2 separate regions of the Mustela erminea genome follow, and region 1 is linked to region 2. A link is a contact called in public Hi-C data. All regions are on one chromosome and are shown on one strand. The core of a region is the stretch at or near the end of the contact, and the rest is flanking DNA. Distances in the headings are between cores, read along the strand shown.

Region 1 (5,503 bases), core at 2,051-4,550, 230 kb after region 2:
TCTTGTCTCCCCACAGTACATTCTCCACATTATAGACATCAAGATTTTATTATAACACAAATCAGATCATGTCACTCTCTTTGTTCAAATTCTCCTTTGGCTTTCTATTACAATAGAATAAAATCCAAAATTCCTTCCAGCCTACTTCTCCAAGTTCATCTCTCTCATGCACACTAAAGCACCACACTGACCTGACAGTTTTAGAAAAAACCAAGGCTGTTATTGCCTTGCAGACACATTCAAGCATCTTCCTGCCTGGACTACTTTAACCTCAGTTTTTTGCAGACTGGCCCATCCTCATTATTCAGGGCTTAGCTCAAAAGTCCATTCTCTTAAAAAAAAAAAAAAAAAAAAAAAAGTTCAATCTCCAAAGGCCTTCTGTGACTACTTTGGCTAACACAAAGCTTCCAAACACACTCTATCAAACACATCACCCTGTTTTATTTTCATTACAGCCCTTATCACTACCTGAAATCTTATTTTAAAAATCTAGGTATTTATTGTCTATCTCCCTCCATATGTAGGGACCTTGTCACTGTTTGACCTATGCCAAAATAGTTCCCAGTATAATGTACATGAAAATAATTACATGCTGACTAAATGACTTCTTGTGGTTTTGGTTCAAGTTTATCTCTGAACAAATGTTCAAGTTTAATAACCTGAATGCTTTATTCGGTTATACTATGCTTCTTTAAACAAAGTATATGAACAAAAAGCATTTTACTAACTTTCGAATTCATATCTCTTCTTCTCAATCTTTAAAATATCATGGTAGGGGAGCCTGGCTGGCTCAGTCCGTAGAGCATATGATTCTTGATCTTGGGGACATGAATTCGAGCCTCATGTTGGAAGCAGATTACTTAAAAAAAAAAAAAAAAAAAATTAAAAAATACATTTAAAAAATCATGATAAATATGGTTAATTATTCTGTAAACACAAAGGCACAGACTGAAAAAGAAAAAACAAAAACAAAAAACAATGTTTGTTTTATGTCTCAAAAGAGAAGGTACTTCCAAACCCTAAACTAGGGATATCTGTGCAAACCAATTTACTGTCAACAAATGGAAAAAATATCTACTTTATAGGTAGAACTGTTGGGGATTTAAGTTTTTAAAAAGTTATTTCTTCTTATGAACATTGTGGTTTCCTACTGATTTGAAGAATAAAGGGATTCTATACATTGTCCTTAGAATAGTCATTTAATCAACGTATATATGCACCCTTCATATACAGCCTAAAATGTGGTCAATGCATATGTATGTTGAATGAATGAATGGACTACTCTAAAAACAGTATGTTGGGGGGCACCTGGCTAGGTCAATCAGTAGAACAAGTAATTCTTGATCTTGGGGTCATGAGTTAAAGGCCCATGTTGGGAATAGAGACTCTGGGTTTTTTTGTTTTAAAGCTTTCATTTATTTATTTGACAGAAAGAGAGATCACAAGTAGGAAGAGAGGGGCAGAGAGAGAGGGGGAAGCAGGCTCCCTGCTGAGGAGAGAGCCCAATGCCAGGCTGGATCCCAGGACCCTGAGATTATGACCTGAGCCGAAGACAGAGGCTTAAGCCACTGGGCCAACCAGGCACCCCTAGGGAATAGAGCCTCCTTTAAAAAAAGAGAGAGAGAGAGAGAGAGAGAATAAAAACAATATGTTGGGAAAACAGACAAACAACAATTCTAATATAGTGCAGCAAACAATGTATGCAGAGTAACATGTTAGAAGAGGCAAGACCATAACTAAAGTGAAGGGGTCAGGAAAAGTGTCGGAGTAGAGCTGTGATACCTGGGATGAGTCATGAGATAAACAGAAAAGAGAAAAAAAGGAAGGAAGCATCAAAGATACAAAGATGTATCTTTGAGATGCAAAGATACACTGGCTTAAGCAAGTGAGCAACATTCAGAACCACAATAGCAAATGTTAAGGATGGGCAAAGAAATAAGGCTGAAAGTGTGGGCAAGATGCAGATAACAATGCCCTGATACTACTTTAAGAGATTCAGATTTTGTCTTATAAGGCACCTACACAGACCCCAGATGTAGCCCCAAGGCCATGTTTCTCCTAGAGAAACCTTTTATTTTCAGCTTTGATTAAAATAAAAAACAAAAACATTTTTTAAAAGGATATTCTGGATCATCTGAATGGCCACCTTTTAACTGATTACTGTCATAAGATTTCAGTTCACATCTTTGTGTTCAGCAGTGCACTGGCAAACAACTGGTACCATTTGTGACTGGCACAGGTTAATGAGAAAGAAATGGGAACTACTTTATGTAAAGAATGGTGTTTGACAAGTGAAGGTCAAATAAAATCATGACACGTTGAATAAAGGAAAGCTTTGCAGTGGTTTAAAGAAAGAAAAAGACAGACCCTTTCTAAGGAAATTATGCTATGGAGAACAGTGAACATTTGCTTTTGAAGCTTATTAGGTCCAGCAAAAACAGTCTCATTGGTAACAAAGAATATGTATTCATTTGAATTTATTTGTTTTATAATTGTGCTTCATTTAACTTATAACTGGAAGTTACAGTCGTATAAGATATACAACATAAGGAGTTTATATATAGTTTTATATTTGCATATATTTAACATACTGAAAATATTTTAAGTTAACAATAGAGAATCCTGGGTATCGACTCAGGCTTGAGAAATTCTGTTCTGGGAGCCACTGAAAGATGTTACTGAAAAAATGACAAATTTGTGCTTTAGAAAAACCACTCTGCAGCAGCATGGAGGGTTGGAATCGCAAGTACTTAAGCAAGGCAAGAAGGAGGATACTTAATATAATAATGTGATAAAATTGTGAGGCCCTAAATTACTTAGGTGATATAAAAAGGAGACGGATAGGAGTTAGAGTCAAAAAGATCTGGTTGTGGGTGAGGAAAGGAAGGTATTCAGGAGGACAGCCCTCTGGGTGAGTTGGTGGTAGGATAAAAACCACAGGAAGACAAAACAAGTGAGGGTGAAGGGGAATGAGAAGTGAGAGATGATGAATTTAAGTCAGCAATGATTTGAATTTCATTCCATCCAAAGAAAATCCAGTTCTCGTTTCTGGGTCCCAGTTTTCTCGGTGACAGCTGCATTCATGAATTACCAAATTAACTATTATAGCGCGCTCTAAAAATACACATAGCACTCCACAGTATGCTGTAAATAAGTCATGAAAAATCAGCAAAAGCCCAGACCCTGAAGGAAATTCGGCAGGGTTAAAAAGAGATGTGACAAATTGTTACTCAACACTTAAATTGTGACCCAACGCACTCACCCAGTACGGTACTCTGCTCTGTCAGTCAGAGGCGATCGTTCTCTCGCCCAAGTAGGAACGAGAGGTGGCGAGCCGAGCCCACGTGGAAGATGCAAAGGCACCACCCTCAAGGGGCTCGCAAAGCAATGGGGCACACCGAGTGACCGATTACTGAAAATGTAGTGTCGTGGGAACTTTGATCCTACAGGCAGGGGTCGCTGACAAAGTTACCTTTTACTTAGACGAATCAACGTGGAATATCTTAGTCCGGTAAGAATGTAAACATTTCCTATTTTATTACCAAAAGAAGGAAAGGGGAAGAAAAAAAAAGAGGAAGAAGAGGCGAGAGGAAGGAAAATAATTATCGCGAAACCAGCCTGTGTCCCCGCAGGCCACGGAAAGGCGAGCTCTGGAAAAGAGTAATTCAACCCTAGTTCGGTGGGAATGCAAGCATCTTCCACCACTAACTCATCATTCAATAACATAATGTTCCTAGACCCAAAATGTTTAACCGTCAACCTCATCCACAACGTCCAACGTGCGACTGGGGGGAAAGCCGCGGGGCGTACCTTTAGCATGGACGCTGCTTTGGGGGAGGGGGGTCGCACTCGATACAGCGCCCCTCTCGGCACCCGGCCAGGGCCTCCCAGAACGAAAGTCGGGGGAGTGAGGGTACCGGGGCGGCACAATTCGTACTGTAAACCGACACCAGGAGGCGGCAGCACAGCGCCCCCGGAGCTCTGCCCCGCGCCGCGTGCAGAGCCGGAAAGGGGTGTCCTCCGCACAGCGCAGCCTCTTCGCGGCCGGGCTGGGCGGGGCCACGACTGGTTGGAGGCAGGGCCGACGCAAGAGCTCCCTTCGCGCCGCCTGATGGGAATTGTAGTTCTGGGGATTAGCCAGGCTCCCTCAAAGGGCTCTGGGAACTACACTTCTTGTTGAGCGAACGGCTCCGGCAGGCCGCGCGTTACGGGGGCGTCACACTGCCCGCACCTGGGTCCAGAGCTGCAGAGTGTTTGAGGGGCAGGTCGGAGGGGGGTGCCTTTTCCTTCACTCTGCGCTCAGGTGGTGCGGATCCGTGTTATCTCGCCCCTCTGCCGTGCGCTCCTGGCCCGGCTCCCGGTGTCCGCTTTTCCTGGGCCCCTCAAGGAGTTGGGGCCTGGAGGTTCGGAGGTAACGGCCGCTGCCTGGCGCGGGAGCGAGGGGCGCTCCCCTCTTCAGCCCAGCCAACCCCGCACCTGGCCCTTGCCTCCATGGGCCCAACTCAGAAACCCAACGTGTGCCGCCAGCTGAGTCGCCGGGCGCTGGGCTTCTTCTCGCGGGACGCAGGCGTGGTGCAGAGGACGAACCTGGGCATCCTGAGGGTGCTGGTGTGCCAGGTGATCGCCGGCGGCTGGGAATGGGGCCAAGGGCAGGGGGCGACTGGCGGCCAAGCCTCCTCCCGGGGCGCAGTTTTTATGTATTAGAGCCCTCTTTTAAGAAGATCACATGTCTTGAGCAGGGGAATCCAGGCCCTGAACCTGGGGAGTTAGTAAATATCTGTTAGAACCGGCAGATGCTTTTAGTTTTTAAGCTTCTTATGTCTTCCTGCAAATGATCTTCCAGAAATTTGGTCACCCCGCTTAACACGTGAGGGCAGAGTGAGGAAGATAGGAACATAATGTTTTAAATAACGTACGTAGGATTACTTTGAATACTGTAGGTTTAACTATCCCACTTAAAATCGGTGCACGGTAGAGACTTACGAGTTATTCCTTAAACCAAAATTCCTTGTCTTTCAGGAAAGTACTAAATTTAAGAATGTGTGGACAACTCATTCCAAGTCACCTATAGCCTATGAGAGAGGAAGAATATATTTTGACAATTATCGGTGCTGTGTCAGCAGGTATCTTTTTGATGAACATTTTTGCTTTAATTCACCTCACTATTAATCTTGACTAATTTTTATAGAACCACATGCTATTTCGGTGCTTAATGAAATAGGAAGAATGAAAAAATTAGCCCAAAATAAGAGTAAGTGGTAAAAATGGGTTGTAATTTTAAAATCTTGTTAAATTCGAAGTTAGAGATTTCATCTTTGCAAATACCAATTTAAAACGAATTTAGAGTGCAGGCAAAATGATGGGTTGCTCAGGGTATGGTATAATGTTTTATTATGCTTAAAAGATATCAGAGTTAAGGAAGCCAGGTATCTAATAATTAGATACTGCTTTAGAGAGTAATTTTTTTTTAAGATTTTTATTTATTTATTTGAGAGAGAGAGAG
Region 2 (6,126 bases), core at 2,665-5,164:
GTATTTTATTTGTAATCAAGTAAAACTATATTAAGATGAGAATGGGAATAGGGTGAGAAAGGACGAAAGCCAAAATATGCAGCACTGAAAATAATCAGATTATAATATTAGATTTTTGGTTTCAAATACATCAAAACTTCAAAATACTTAATTTTTACAGGTATATGATACATCTTCAAAAATAGCCCATTTTCTTTTTTTTTTTTAAGATTTTTATTTATTTGACAGAGATCACAAGTAGGATGAGAGGCAGGTAGAGAGGGGGAAGCAGGCTCCCAGCTGAGCAGAGAGCCCAATGCGATGCAATGGGATGTCATGGGATGCGGGGCTCCATCCCATGACCCTGATATCATGACCTGAGCCGAACGCAGAGGTTTAACCCACTGAGGCACTCAGGTGCCCTCAAAATAGCCCATTTTCAAGGTTAAGTTTGCTTAAAAGCAGTTTATCACACAACTTTAAAATACATGTACACATACATATATGTGCCTTTTAAGTTTTTCTATTATATATTACATTAAATTGCTTCAATTTTTCAGAAAGTTTGTTCCCACCTTGATACATATAATCACATTCCACTAATATTAACTATTACTATTAACAGTCACCGTAAGTCCAATGCTCTTTCAACTTCCATCTATTTATGTACTAGTAATATGTATATCTACAAAAGATGCTAAACACTTGTTAAAATGAAAACTGGGATCTCACTTAATAGAAAATGTCTCCATCATTATGTCTAAGGTTTCATACAGGCAATTCCTGTTAGCATTAATGATATATGAGACTGTATCTTCAAGATAAATATATATAACCCTAGAGAAAATTAACAGTTTTAACTTACATACTGGTTGGCCAAAAATATATTACTGTGGCCACAGAGGTCTTGGTGAAATACCACAATCACAAGAGCATGTCTTACTTCAGTAACAAAAGATTCACTAATTTACTTTACATAAAAGTCTACTATAATCCAAACTTCTAGAAAGAATTCTATTTAGAAGTTCAAGCTAATTTATTCTAACCCCTAAGAATTTTCAATCATCAGGAAAACTGAAGAATAGTAGAGAAGTTTTTTTTTAATTTTTATTAACATATAACGTATTAGTAGCCCCAGGGGTACAGGTCTGTGAATCCTCAGGCTTACACACTTCACATCACTCACCATAGCACATACCTTCCCCTATGTCCATAACCCAACCACCCTCTCCCTACCCTCAGTTTGTTTTGTGAGATTAAGAGTTTCTTATGGTTGGGGCACCTGGGTGGCTCAGTGGGTTAGGCCGCTGCCTTCGGCTCAGGTCATGATCTCAGAGTCCTAGGATCGAGTCCCGCATGGGGCTCTCTGCTCAGCAGGGAGCCTGCTTCCTCCTCTCTCTCTGCCTGCCTCTCTGCTTACTTGTGATCTCTCTCTGTCAAATAAATAAATAAATAATTTTTAAAAAAAAAAAGTTTCTTATGGTTTGTCTTACAGAAGGTTTGTTTTTCTTTACAGTAGAAGTAACCTCAAAAACTCACAATCTAGACTTTGCAGCCCCAAATTACTAATGGTGATAGTTGATGTTACAGATGAACAATTCAACACTATGTCCTCAGTATCTAGTACAGTCCCTGGGTCACAGAAATGGCTCAATAAACATCTGAGAAACGAAAGAATGAAAAATAAAGATAAAGCCTTTAAAAAAAGACGGGCTTTTCCAAGACCATCACTTACCACCACTCATTACACTACCCCTGATAACACTATCATTAAGCATCTTAATGAAACTACAAAAATAGAAGCACGCTAAAAGCACCAACTGCTCTATGTACAAAATAGATTTTGAAACATTCATTTACAAATTTTCAAGTGCAAAAAGAAAAATCGCCAGATGCACTAAATTTGAATTAGTCAATAAATAAACTTTTATCTTCTAATAATCAGAACTCAGCGTTGAGGGTGAGATGTAAAAGGGGGAAAATGTCTGTCGGTGCATTCAGCATGTTTAATGGATGCCATAAATCAAACCTTTCCATGAATTTTCTGGAGCAAATTCATGCCAATCTTTGAGCCTATTGTCACTTTCACACATGCTCACAGGAACAAAATGACAAAGAATGCTATGCCTGAACCACCAGATTCAGAGCACAAAACACTTGATTTACAATTGTCAAGGCTGGGTAGTAAATATTGAGAGATATTTTAAAAATAAATTAACCCCACCATTTCCTACATAAATCAAAGCTCCTGGTTTCTTTGAAGGATTCATCACTCTTGGACTTCCAGACGTTTTTTGAAAATGTGGCTACAGTCCCCTTGTGAGACACAACTGGGAGTGAACAACCCATTTACCAATTGCTGATGAATACCGCTGAACGTTTTCCCAGACAAAAGAGCGTTAAACGCTATTCAATGCATATTTATTCTTCCCTCATAAATGCGCGTTCTCCCAAATTTCATTTTATGTCGTATACTTAAAGTTAAATACAGTAAGTTGAAATTTTAGTCAAAAAGCACTCCTGCGTCTTACTAGCTGTGTAACTGCTACATCTGGTGGCAGCACACTTGCATGCAAGAAACCAGAAAACTTAGAAAACAATTGTAACCGATCTGGTGCGTGTTTGCATTAACCTTTACGCCGGTATTTCCCACAAAACCCACGACCCTGTCAGAGAACAGTAGTCTACTTGCAGAAAAGAGATAACGCACAAACACGCAGGAGGTGATGGCGAAGGAGAGAAAGTTGCAGCCATCTGGAGGGGGTGGTTTTAAAAGCCTGCCCACGAGTCAGTCTGTCGTTCAAATTGCTCTAAAGGGCCAGGCAGCGGATCAAAGCCGGCTTTGATAATTTAAGCGACTCTCCCGAAAGGGCAGGGACCCTGCTAGCGAGGGCATCCTCCAGGTCCCGGGCTGCAAAGCTCGCAGAGCGGGGACCGCCTCTATGGGAGGAGTGCGCGAGGGAAGGGGAGGGGGCTCAAGGATGAATGCTTCAACCAGAGGGAAAACCCACCAGAGACCGGAGGCCAGGAGGTTAAGAGTACTGAGTGTACTGGCAAATGGAGCAGAAAGGGGCTGGCGTCCGGGGGGGGGAGGCTTCCCACCCTAGCAGTCTTGGCTCTTAGGAACCCCATACGAGTCTGCGCGCCTCGCCCCGTCCCCTCCAGCGCGCACCCCCTCGTCCGTCGCCGCCGCCACCCGCGAACCACCACCCACAGCCAGTGCACCACCTCCCCGGAGCCGGGCGGCCTCGCGTCCACCCCGCCACCATCCCCCACCCTGGGGTCGAGGGAAGAGACCCGGGGGGCGCGGGGGCTACGGCGCGGGAGAGGAGGCCCGCAAGCGGGCGCGGGCGCGACGGCGCTTACCTTCCCTGGGCCTCCCGGATGGCGGCGTGTGATTCAGCAGGGACCTGGCCGCCGCCGCCGAGCCCGGGGTTGGAGACGTGGAGAGCTGGGACCAAGATGGCGGCCCCTCCAAACTTCCACTGCTACTTTGGACACTCATCAAGCTACTTTCTGGGAACCCGACTCCCCCCCTGCGACGGCAGCGGCGGCAACGGCACCGGCACCCGCCTCCGTCATGGCGGGGGCCGCGCTGAGGGCGAGCGAGGGAGCGAGGGCTGGGAGGGGAGAGTCAAGGGGATGGGAGAGGAAATCGAGAAGGGGGAGGTAGGGAGGGAAGAGGTGAGGGGAGGAGAGGGGACGGGGAGGAGGAAAAGGGGGAGAAGCGAGGGAGCAGGCGGGTGCGCCGGGGAAGAGGCGGAGGGAAGGCGCGCGGCGGCGGAGGCGTCGAGGGGGCGCCCGCCGAAGTGCAGGCGGAGTGCGGGCTGCGCCGGCTGAGGAGACTTCCGCGAGCGGAACCTGCCGGCACCTCTGCAGTGCGTCGGCCCCCGGCGTCGCCTGGGTGGCGGCGGCGGGCGGTGGGTGGCGGCTGAGGCGGCGGGGTAACCTCTGCATCAGTTACAGGCGGCGGCGGCGTCACGCGCCGCCTGTGCAAACACTATCGCGAGGCTCCTGCGCCTCCGGTAGCGGCGGCGGCGGCGGCCGCGGGAGCAGGCATGGGGGAGGGACCTGCCAGGGGTTGGGGGCGGGGGGGTTGGGAGAGGGAGCCAGCGCGCGAGGGAGGGAGGAGACGCGGGAGCCGGGCGCCCCTGGCGCACCCGCGGATAGCAGCGCGGCGCGGGAGCCGGGGGCTGGCCGACTCGCGTGCGCGGGGGCCGGCACCCCGCGCCGGCCGGAGGGAGGCGCACCCCGCACGCGCCCCCGCCGCGTCGCTCGGGCTCCGGCTCCCGCTCCGCTGCCACCTGACTCCCCCGCCCCCACCTCCCGCGGAAGCGCGCCTGGTTCCCGACCTAGACCCAGCCTGGGGAGAAATGCTTTTGCTCTCGCCGGGCTGTCGTTCTCAGGAGTTCGAGGTGATCATTTCTCAAAATGGAACTGAGAAGTTAAGAGTTGCTTCTTTCTTCCCCCTCTGTACCGTGCAAAAAAAAAAAAAAAAAAAAACCTGCGTGCGTCTCCCCGTCTGCAGAATGGGGAGTGATTACCGAATAAAAGAGCTAAGAAACTAAGTTGGGGGCGAAGGTGGGTGAAAATAAAAACTTTGAATGTTTTCAAAAGAAAGAATCTTTACTGGTGTTGTGTACTCTGTGTGGTATAGCAGCTCTTTAAAACAAAACAAAAAAGCCCCAGTAAATTGACAATCTAAATAGAAAATTTTTATTAACTCACATATTTAAGGAAACTATCCCGTGTTCATCTTGTGGAAGAGGGTATGGTTTCTAGAAAGTTCCAATTTGTTTCCATGCCACTGCTGAGTCCCGGCTAGAAAATCCCAAGGAAAATTACAGCATTTGCTATAACTTACAGATACAGTGTAGCTTTCTACACACCCACACACGTAAGACACACCAGGGATTGGGCATCTTGTTCATAAAAGAGCAGTCTAATAGTTCAGGGAAAATACAGCAAGGTTATTGCTCTCTAAAAAAAAAAAAAATTGAATAGAACACTAAACAGATTATGATATAGAGCAACTGCATAGACAGGAGGAAATGGTATGATTACCAGGGGAACAAAAATGTCATTTCTATTTTTTATTTTTATGACTTTGCATTTCTCACAGTAATGTTGTGTTCAGATAAACTATCATACTAGAATAGAACCTTGGTTGTCAGTTATCTCCAGAAGTAATTTTAGGTTTCTTATGCTTCAGATTCTTTAGTGAGTTTTTAGTCATGTTCTTTTCAAACTAAAAGGCAGAACTCACAAATTAAACAGTTTTTGTGAAGTGTAACTGACATACAATAAACATATTTAAAGTGTACAGTATGTATGTTTTGATGTGTATACAACCATGAAGCCAATTCTACAGTCAAGATAATGAATATGTCTATCAGTCTCCACAGTTTCCTCTACCCTGTTGATGTTCTCTCACACTCCAACCCCTTCCCCAAGTAACCACACATCTGCTTTCTGTCACTTAGTTTGCAATTTCCAGAATTTAAATAAATGGAATCTAGTCTGTCCTTGTCTAGCTTCTTTTTCTCAACATAGCTGAGTTGCATCTACATTGTTGCATTTTTTTTAATTGCCTAGTATTCCATTGTATGAATATACCGTCTTGGTTGATCCATGCACCTGCTGAAGAACAATTGCCACATTCAGGGTATTACCCATAGTGCTACTGTGAACTTTCCCTCCTGTAGAAGTGTTTGTGTGGACATATGCTTTCTTTTCTCTTAATATTAATATTCGACTTTTATACCAAATTCATGCACTCTAAGGGGAAGCAGAGTTTCTCTAAAAAACATGTAGGTAAATGTATGATCTTTCTGTATTTTAAGACTAAGCTTAGCTGATTGTGGTGAGAGGAAAACAGAGGAAAGAGCAAAACAGAGGAAGTCAAGACAGCTGGGAATTAGTCTCAGCAGGTAACAATCCCTCCTGATTCAATTTCCTCACCTGTGAAAAAGAGAGTAGTGTCACTAGGTGGTCTCTAAAGGGCCTTCCAATGCCTAAACTTCATACAGAGCTTAGCTCCTCTATGGTAGTAAACAAAACCCAACCAAAGAGATTTGATGGTAGGTTATCTTCCTCCCAGCCTTCTCCACAGCTTCAAGTTATCTTTACGCCAACCAGGCGCCTTAA

The links. Hi-C and Micro-C count contacts between places; a contact is called where the count stands out from the background.
Region 1: a contact with region 2 is called in a Hi-C map of fibroblasts, with 3 times the contacts expected there. The contact joins the promoter of DCAF17 here to the promoter of TLK1 in region 2. A contact is called at or near these places in 2 of 3 Hi-C or Micro-C datasets (fibroblasts and spleen).

Annotation. Positions count from the first base shown.
Region 1 is chr8:67,030,852-67,036,354 of mMusErm1.Pri, forward strand. It overlaps DCAF17 (DDB1- and CUL4-associated factor 17), which reads left to right and starts at 3,301. Exons shown (of 13, transcript XM_032355923.1): 1 at 3,301-3,511. METTL8 (mRNA N(3)-methylcytidine methyltransferase METTL8) reads right to left here and starts at 4,030. Exons shown (of 10, transcript XM_032355927.1): 1 at 3,811-4,030. The coding sequence starts at 3,819.
Region 2 is chr8:66,804,930-66,811,055 of mMusErm1.Pri, forward strand. It overlaps TLK1 (serine/threonine-protein kinase tousled-like 1), which reads right to left and starts at 3,915. Exons shown (of 21, transcript XM_032355916.1): 1 at 3,346-3,915. The coding sequence starts at 3,484.